2 separate regions of the Mus musculus genome follow, and region 1 is linked to region 2. The links are chromatin contacts, called in public Hi-C maps. All regions are on one chromosome and are shown on one strand. The core of a region is the stretch at or near the end of the contact, and the rest is flanking DNA. Distances in the headings are between cores, read along the strand shown. Region 1 overlaps Ssbp2 (single-stranded DNA binding protein 2). Region 2 overlaps Atg10 (autophagy related 10).

What was found. A called contact is a pair of places that touch in the nucleus more often than the background predicts.
Region 1: a contact with region 2 is called in a Hi-C map of pro-B cells, with 5 times the contacts expected there. The contact joins two enhancer-like sites. A contact is called at or near these places in 1 of 484 Hi-C or Micro-C datasets (pro-B cells) and 1 of 115 datasets of contacts at active chromatin or transcription factors (double positive thymocytes).

The regions. Positions count from the first base shown.
Region 1 is chr13:91,538,256-91,543,004 of GRCm38.p6, forward strand. Ssbp2 (single-stranded DNA binding protein 2) reads left to right here. Exons shown (of 17, transcript NM_024272.4): 3 at 1,080-1,141. It overlaps Gm41016 (a long non-coding RNA gene), which reads left to right. Exons shown (of 2, transcript XR_873721.1): 2 at 357-1,078. Among named protein-coding and RNA genes, the nearest start is that of Gm41016, 6.6 kb to the left of the region's middle. Within about 2 kb of position 2,941, at least 94 of the 459 cell types and tissues checked have an H3K27ac peak or open chromatin away from gene starts, as enhancers often do. A contact at or near this core is called in pro-B cells, where this site is marked.
Region 2 is chr13:91,200,931-91,205,310 of GRCm38.p6, forward strand. The region is part of intron 2 of Atg10 (autophagy related 10); the gene reads right to left. Among named protein-coding and RNA genes, the nearest start is that of Atg10, 21 kb to the right of the region's middle. Within about 2 kb of position 1,886, at least 22 of the 459 cell types and tissues checked have an H3K27ac peak or open chromatin away from gene starts, as enhancers often do. A contact at or near this core is called in pro-B cells, where this site is marked.

The DNA.
Region 1 (4,749 bases), core at 1,691-4,190, 340 kb after region 2:
CAGTGAAGTGATATAGTTTTATAAAATCATTCATCTCCATAACCAATCATTATTGCTGAAAGATCAAACTAAAGAGGTTCTGGTTATGAAACTATGGATAGGAAACTTTGCTAGCTGAATTTTTGACTACCAAGGGTGGGGGAGACGGAGGGAGGGAGGGAGGGAGGGAGGGAGGGAGGGAGGGAGGGAGAGAGAGAGAGAGAGAGAGAGAGAGAGAGAGAGAGAGAGAGAGAGAGAGAGAGAGAGAGAAAGAACGAGAACCAGAGCCACTGAGCATCCCGCTCAGGGTAGCCTCATGGAACTGGACTACAGCTCTTGAAGGCAAGGTGTTGCTCAATTATGTTTGTGCATCTCAGGAGCCAAGAAGCAGCCTGTCTACTTATGCTAGAAACAGATGGAGTAGAATGAGCTGCTGTCTTCACTCTGCTGCGGGAGGAGCAGCCCTGATGACAATGGTGTTAGCGCTTTCCCTCCTTTCTACTTCTGTTGTTCTCTTAGAACTCTGTGTGGATAAGAACTTAACAGGGAGGCAGTTAATGAGTGACTAAGGTAGGAAACACATTCTTAGTGTGTGTGTGTGTGTGTGTGTGTGCGCGCGTGCATGTGCGTGTGTCCGTGCACTTACATGTGTGGGGGAATGCATGTGCCATGATAATGCATGTAGAAACAGAAGGACAACTATGTGGGGTTCCCTTCTACTTGCTTTATGTAGGACCCTACATTTGAACTCTGGTCAGCAGGCTTGCACAGTGAAGGTAAATGCCTTTACTGGCTTAGCCATTGTCAGCTTCTTCAAGATCATGCACAGATGGCCTTGGAGCACCAAGACATGACAGTTTATTACTGGAGTGGCAGGAAGCAAATTTAAGGAAGTTATGGTGGCATCTTCTCCTATACCAATCATTCTCTTAATCACATTGTAAAAGGAGTACTTGGGAAACGGAGCGAAGACTAATATGAAGATGATGAACTGAAATCTATGGTAGCACTTAAAGGAGAAAAGCACTGCTTGGTAAATAATATGTGTGGGGCAAAGCACCACACAGAAAACATTTCATATGGTTTTTTATTTATTTTAGATAAGATGGGAAAAAAACATCACATTGGGGGAGCCGCCCGGATTCTTACATTCTTGGTGGTGGTAAGTATCCTTTATTTCATTTTTACGTGATACTGCATTTCAGTAAGCTCTTTATGATCCCTACTCTTGCTTGGTTTTTCATTTTCTACAGTTGTGAACTAAAATGTAGTGTTTGAAAACAAAAACCAAAATCTCAAGACCAATATTCCTGCATTTCCTTAAAGATACTACTGTTGAATCAGAATGGACTTGGAGCTGGTGTGTGGGGTTTTAACTGTGCTCAGTACGTTCATTTGGAGAGTTGCTATAAGAGATACTGTAGGTTGAATGGCACATACAGTGAAGTGTATTTCCTTAGGGCTGCAGAGGATAGGCATTCTGAGATCACAGTGCTGTTAGATCAGTCTTGTAATGAGGGCTCTTCTGATGGCTCGTAGGCAGCATATCCTTGCATGGTGGTGGGAGACAGGGAACACAGGGAATCAGTGTTTATTCTTACAAGGGAACTAATCCCATCGTGACGGCTCTACCCTCATGATGTCAGCTAAATGTAATTATTTTCCAGAGACTTCACTTCAAAGTACCAACACACAGGGAGTCAGGACTTCAGTGTCTAAATGTGGAGAAGGTACAATTCATTCCATAGCAGTCTCCTTTCTTGTCTTGCTGCGGCAGATGAGAATGGCACTTTTTCTTGGCTCTTAACTTCTGACTAGCTATAAGATTGCTTTCTGTAAAGAGGTCTGAGAGTTGCCGTGAGACTAAGTTGGTAGTAGGCAGTCATGTGTATTGGCGTGCTAACCACCCAGTTTCTTCTTTGAACTTCACTTCTCTTGGGAGCATTGAGGTAGGAGACACTGATCTGATTGACATATTCAACATTAGACTACTCATACCTTAAAATAACAACAGCAAATGGTACATATGGTGAGCACATTCAAGACTGAGAGGCTGAGGGTGGCAAAGGGTAGATCTAGTGAGCCATGCAAGAGTCTCAGCTGTGATGAGTGTAAAGGGTGACACCTGGCCAAGTGTGCCGATTGGCTGGGAGAGTGTTAGTTGTTCTGATGCTCACAGAGAGGATAGGAAGAAAAACAGAGCTTGGTACCACAGGGGTAGGTAGAATTGGAGGTCAAAGAAGAGTGTATAATTGCACACAGACTGGAACATGTAACAAAGAGGAGTCTGTCTCTGTTACTGTAATATGGGAGGAGGTGCAGGGGTGCTTGTAGGTTTGGTGATAAGAAATTCAGTTATTCTCTGCCAAGTATGATATGAGAAGTTGTGATGAGGGTGCTCAGTGAAGTGATTGTGGTAGTGTATGGTTTAGGTGGGAAATCATCGTAAGTATTTATATATAACCAATGGGGCTGAGGAAGAGGGAAGGGAGGGAGGCCTGAGGACATGTGTGTTTGTGTGTGTGTGTGTGTGTGTGAGAGAGAGAGAGAGTGTGGGGGGGTGAGATTAGAAACACAAAAAACCTTGCTAGATACTGTTTAAAGCCAAGATAATACTGATGCATATAAAGTCACTGTGACACAGTATATACAGATATACTTTTCTGCAGCAGCAATTGGTAGGACAGATCTTTGGTTAAGCTAGGCTAGCTGGTTCTTTCTGTGTCTCTGTCTCTGTCTCTCTTCCTTGCACCCTCCCTCTGTCTCCATCTCTATCAGAAGTATCATCTGTTGCCTTGGCCACTCATTTTCAACATCATCTTTAAAGGAAGGAAATAAAGGGCCAGGCATGTAGTTCCCTTGTACATTATTTAATCATCATCTTTTTAGCCAGCCTCTCCCCCACAGGCATGACTTAGTTGAAGTTCTGTGGCACTGGAACCACACTTGCTCAGTTGTGGTTGTGGGTTTCCTCTGTTTGTCGCACACACAGCAGGAACAGGTGCAAGCCTTTGTTTGAACATTGTTCCTGTAATTGGGCCAACCGTCCATTCCACTACAGTTGCGCAAGGTCATTGCGCTGTTTTCTGGGTTTAAGGCTGGTCTCTCGTATAGTGTTAAAAAAAAAAAATCAAAACTGTAATTTGGTAAGTGATGGATTTAAGGTGTTTAGATCGAGACTGTTCTTTTCCTTTCTAGTAAAGGGATTGAGCTTGGGGTCCAGTGCATGCTGGGAGTGCTCTGCTCCTGTGCTGTCTTCAGCCCTAACTTCACAGTTACCTCCTAGGTGCCGCCAAGTCTTCTCTTTATTGGCATCTTTATGGATGTGCTGATGCTTGTGATTACCACAGATGTTCATATTGGATACGCGGATTAAAAGAGTGAGGATGTCTAGTTTTTCTCTATGTTTATGTTTTTATGCCTACTTCATTTTTGCTACTTCTTCAATAACTTAACCTATATCTGCAGCATGGCGATCAATAATAATGTCCTTCATCCTTTGTCCCTTTTTGTGCTAGACTTTAGTTTTTTATATCAGCTATCAGAAGGAATAGCTTTTAAACCAGCCATTGTCTCTCCTTTCTGTGACTCAGAGATTCAGAAGGACACCTGGACTTTGAACTTTGAAGTAACTTAATTTGGAGATAATCAAAATTAATGTTAATAATTAGCATGTAAATACTTTAAACTTTAAAGTTTGTTGAACTTAACATACAGCATATGCAATATTTAAAAATATTTTCTTGGGTTTTTCCCCATAAAACTATGAATGCGTTCTTTTCAGCATTTGCTTTGTGTATGTGAATCATGGATAATTCACAGTTTTGAAGTTAAGGGCTCTTCTGAGAACTACCAAAAAGGTATGACTCTACCCTTCCAAAACAATGCATGATGAAAGAGTATTCCTGACCATTGTCCAGAGTGAAACTTTTACTGAGGGCTGAATTCAATCCAACAGATACATGGCTGTCTTGTCTTAAGAGTTTAGAACTGGGCCTAAGTCTGTGGTCTGATGAAGGAAGTTGGCCTGTGTTAGTGGTTCCCTTTGTCACTACTCAGGAGCCTGCTGGTATTATTGGAACCAGCTATGACCAATGAGTAATAAAATATAATTTTATGACTTCCTGTCACTTTTCAAATGGATTTGAAGTTGGAATTTTTTTTTGTTTAAGCCTGTTTACTAAATACAAATGCAACTATATCACCATCCAGAAAATTGGTGGGCTAGATAAGCAAGTCAAACATAATATAACAGAAGTATGTGTGTTACAATAAAAATATAAAAATATATTTATAATACAAATATAAACACAGGAGCCATACTCACAAATGTTGGAAGCATAAGGAGAGGCATTGCGGAGGAAGTAAATCAAAGCTGAACTGAAAGGCAGTAGAGGGAAAGTGTCAAGGGCAAGTGACAGTTCCTGTAGAGTCACAAGAGGGCCTTGACTGTAACAGGTAGTTTAAACCAGTTGATCTGAGGTTGTAGTACTAGGAAAGGGCATATTCTCAGCTAGGACAAAAGGCAGGGGCCAGATTAGGAGTTACAGAGTCTGGAGCATTGTGGTTTACCACCCTCACATGTTAAACTAAGTGTATTCCATGATTAGTTCTGTGCTTTCCCACTAGTTCCAGAGTTAACATAAAACACAACCTAAGAGTGAAAAGTCAAAGAAAAGAATGGGAGAGGTGGGATGTGTGGAAGATGGACAGACAGATGCATGTGTGTATGCGTGAGCGCGCACACACACACACACACACACACACACA
Region 2 (4,380 bases), core at 636-3,135:
TAATAAATAAATAAATCTTTTTAAAAAAATAATGTACTTCATAAACAAAAGAACTACAATATCTTTTTTAAAAACCCAATGCCATCATGTAACAGAGATCCGCTCCAATTCTCTTTCCACCTCTCTTTTCATAGGTCTTGATCAAAATTGATAGAAATAAAAGATTAGCTTTGAAGACATTATACAAAATGAAAGAAGCCAGCCATTAACAGAAAAATACTATTTGATTCCACCATAGCACATAAGATGCCCATAACCATCGAAGGCAGAGGAACGGAGTGAGAGGACGGTTAGGAAGAGCATCGTGAACTTCAGGGGCGAGGTCCCTCAACAGCATAAGTCAACTCAAGCCTCGTATTATATGTATTTTGACACAGTTTTTAAAATAAAATAAAATTTATAAAAATACTATTTTTTTTCTTTGGGGCTCTCTGTTGAAGTGCTTTCATTCCTTTTAATATATGAAATAAATAAGTTTTCAGAGTTTGCTTCAAAAACACATCATTTGAAGGCACGGGGAAAAACAAAGCCAAGTTAATTAAATTGAGATATATTACGTCATTTCATATATAACACAGATGCTTTGAAAAACTGTGTTTCTGGCTGTGAGTTGATAATTGTGGGATCCAGGTGATAGGTACATAGAAATTCATTATACGATTCTCTCTAGTGTTATATGCTGGAATTTTTCATAAGACATTAAAAATAAAGATGGCTGTGCAAATAAATGAGGTATGAAACTCAGCAGGGTGGAAGGAGTGATGGGGGACCATGGTGGGCTTTTTACTCAGATCACACTGACAGATAAAGCATGAAGACACTTTACAATCTACCTTAAATTATGGACTTAGATTTAGATAGTAAAATGGAGAAGGATTTGAAAAAAAAAAAAAGCAATGTGTATTACTCAGAGACAAAGATGCCTTTGAAAAATGAATTGTCAAGCAGTTTAAATTTATACTCCATTAAATTTAAGTGTTTTACTTAGTTATTTTTTGAAGGAAGAAGGTTTTGGTTCTGGTTTGTTTGTTTGTTTGTTTGTTTGTTTGCTTGTTTTTGCCGTCATTGTTGTACTGAGATGCAGAATTGCTCTATAACCTTAGCTGTCCTGGATCACACTATATAGCCCAGGCTAACCTTGAACTCAGAGCAATTTATCTACCTTAACCTCCCAAATACTGACATAACACCATACCTAGCCATTATTTTTTTTACATTATATAAATTAAGGAACAGCCTTTATAACAACTAGTTCCTAAGTTACACTGCAAATAATAAAGATATTTCTGATGTGTTATTATGCGTCTTTTGAAATACAATCAAGCAGGTTTAACTGAGGAATCAGTGATTAATGCAGGGGGAAAGCTCTCTAATTCTTCTTTAAGAATAACATACAAAGCCAGCCATGTTAGCACATGCCTGTAATCCCAGCATTTGGATATGGAGACAGAGGGCCAGGAGTTCAAGGCCATCCTCAGTTACAGAGCAAGTTTAAGGCCATCTTGGATTACATGAAATTCAGCCTGAAAAGCACAATAAAGAATAACAGAAAATTAGCGAATGTTAACCATATAAAGTCTAACCTCAAGAAAGTGGGAGCATTTCTTTGCAGTGTCTGAATGTCCTGTTTCCACACCACAGAGACAGAAAGAAACTTTCAAGTGTGTGAGAATTGCTTTAGCAATACGCTGTGAAAAACAGATTTACAGATATTAATTTAAAAAGAAAGTTCAGGTCCCCAAAGCTCACATAAAAACGTGGGAGCAGCAGCTTAAGCCTGGGCTCCTGTCCCTGGGGAGGCAGCAACAGGAAGCTCCCTGGGGCTAGCTAGCCAAGCAGTGCATCCGAACTGAAGCAGACAACACAGGCAATAAACAGTGAGCAACCTTGCCTTGCTGGGCTTAGGCTGCGCACCGGTGCTCTTGGTGGTGAGGACTCTCCGTGTGTATCGTGTATCATGCACACACACACAACTCCAATGTATCTATCCAGCTGTATGTTGGCAACCTAGCACCCCATCTCACTGACTTCCAAGCACACCCCACTTCAAAGGATGCAAGAAGTCTCTGTTCCTCATAAGGCCCACCAGTCATATGGTTTCTAGTCAATGATGGCTGACTAGAAACCAGTCAAACATACCTATGATGACTCACACATACCCGGGTTGCCTGAAGCTCTTGAGGGCCCTCACTCCTATTTCTTTCTTATCTATACTACCAAGTTGCCTTAAATACGTTTCTTGCTACTCTGGGATCTGTGTGAACCTTTATTACAGGAATAATGAGCCAAGAACCAGAAAACACCAGCCAGAACCTCACCACCACTAATAAAATGACTAAGGAGAGTCTGGATCTCAAAAGTTCTGATAAGGAGTGACTAAGAACCACACTGCACATCAACCTCTGGCCTATACAAACACACACACAAATATAACACATGTGTGAACAGACACACACACACACATAACAAACACAATTAACAAATAGAAAACTCTAGAAGGAGAGTTGAAATGAGCTTTTTTGTTGTTTTTGTTTTTGTTTTTGTTTTTACAGTGTGGGAAGCCTTGTGCATGGTTGGCAGGTGTGATTTCCCTGAGCTACATCTCCAGCCTACTGTGATATTAAATTTCTAAATACATACTAAAGATTTCATGAATGCACAAAAATAGAGCTGAGATTCGTGGCGCCTCTGTCCAGAGAACGCTAGACCTTCTTATATGATATTGGGCTTTACGGACTGCAATAAGATCACAGTAACCCCAAGTGAAGATGCCTGTAGACATGTTTTATGATTCACCATAATAAACATCATTAACCATGTGGTATAAGGAGAAGAGCACTGGCTCATATAGTGGCTTTATTGGTTTTCTTAAAACATAAAAAGGACCCACTCTGAAAACAGCAAAGGCTAAGAGTGAACATTATAAACATTGCTGTGAAGTTCAAGTTAGATCAATAATCAAAAACTAGGTGGAAAGAGGTTTTAAAGTTTGTTAGCTTAATATTATTACTTCAAAACAATTTAAAAATCAGAGAGAAATGAATCCATAATTGAATCTGAGTGTACAATGTCTAAACTTGGAACACTCCCTGTCCCCTAGTGCTCCCGTCCTCAGGGTACATGCATGCAAGCACACGAATGCTGTCTGTCTATACAGAGTAGAGGGCTCCATTGCTCTCCAACCCCTGACCCTGGAAATTACCTGAGACTTAGAATCCTTTCATGGTACTTTGTGTTTTAGCACTGACAAAAAAAATATATCCATTTTTCAGAATGGCTTTTTCTCTGATTCTGGGCATTTAGAGAGAGATGTGAGCTCTAGAGTGGACAGTGAAACTGTAGAAATAGTAGTGGGGGAAGCCACGGTGTTAAGTAGCTTCTATGTTATTCTGTGATAAAACAGGGTTCCAACTGAATACAAGGGAAAAAAATCATGCAGGAGATAGGGCCTAGTCAAAGATATTTTGTAAAGGGCTAGCTATAGCTAAGTAGGACAGATAAGTTATGAGGGAGCTCAGAGGCAATGAAAATGGGTCACGTGGGGAGCTCAGCAGGTCTGAGCCCGTGTAGAGGCAGCATAGAGCCCCTCTCAGAGCTCAGGTCAGGCACATACACTGAGGCAGGGCTGGCTGAGAAACCAGTCAAGCCACACAGACACCCGACCCCAGAACTACCGTGCTGCCTACCCACAGACCACCCAGGACGCCTCACTAAAGTCTGGTTTGATCTTCACCGTGTTTAAGATCATGACTTTTAACCAGTTACCAACACTTAACAACTCAGAAACTTCTCCTAAATCAGGAGTTTTTACTTTTCTCAAAATATTAAAAGATCTAAACGTTCAGACAGCCTGGACAGCCACTTACCATCGGCCCCATTTTTCACACTGCTTAATCCCTGAAGGTTTGTCCCACGTACCTTACACCCAGGTCTCCACAGACACAGACATTTGCTTTTACAGTCACTACCTTCAGGCTACATGGATCTTCTCTGGTGTTGGTGTTTTGTTTTGCTATCTAAGGGCTTATCCCACTTGGGGTAAAGGCCCTTAATTAAAGGTACAATGCTCACTTAAAGGGTAAGGACCTTTCTTAACTCAGTAGCCAGGACAGTAAACATGCAATTAGACTTCACTATGCTATTTCAGAGACTGGCCAGCAACAAAGTCCAATCTTAAAAACTAATTCTTCAGACCATAGTTTACAATTACAGTGAAGAACTTCTGGCAGAAATGTCTCCCCGCCCGAAGGCTCCCCCGAACTCTAGAACTACCTCGTTTCACACCCAATGGCATACAGACCCCAGTCCTACTCTATTAGATCTCTGAAATGTTAACAGTGTTACCTTGCTTCCAGCTAATACAGAAGGGGGCGGGCAGAG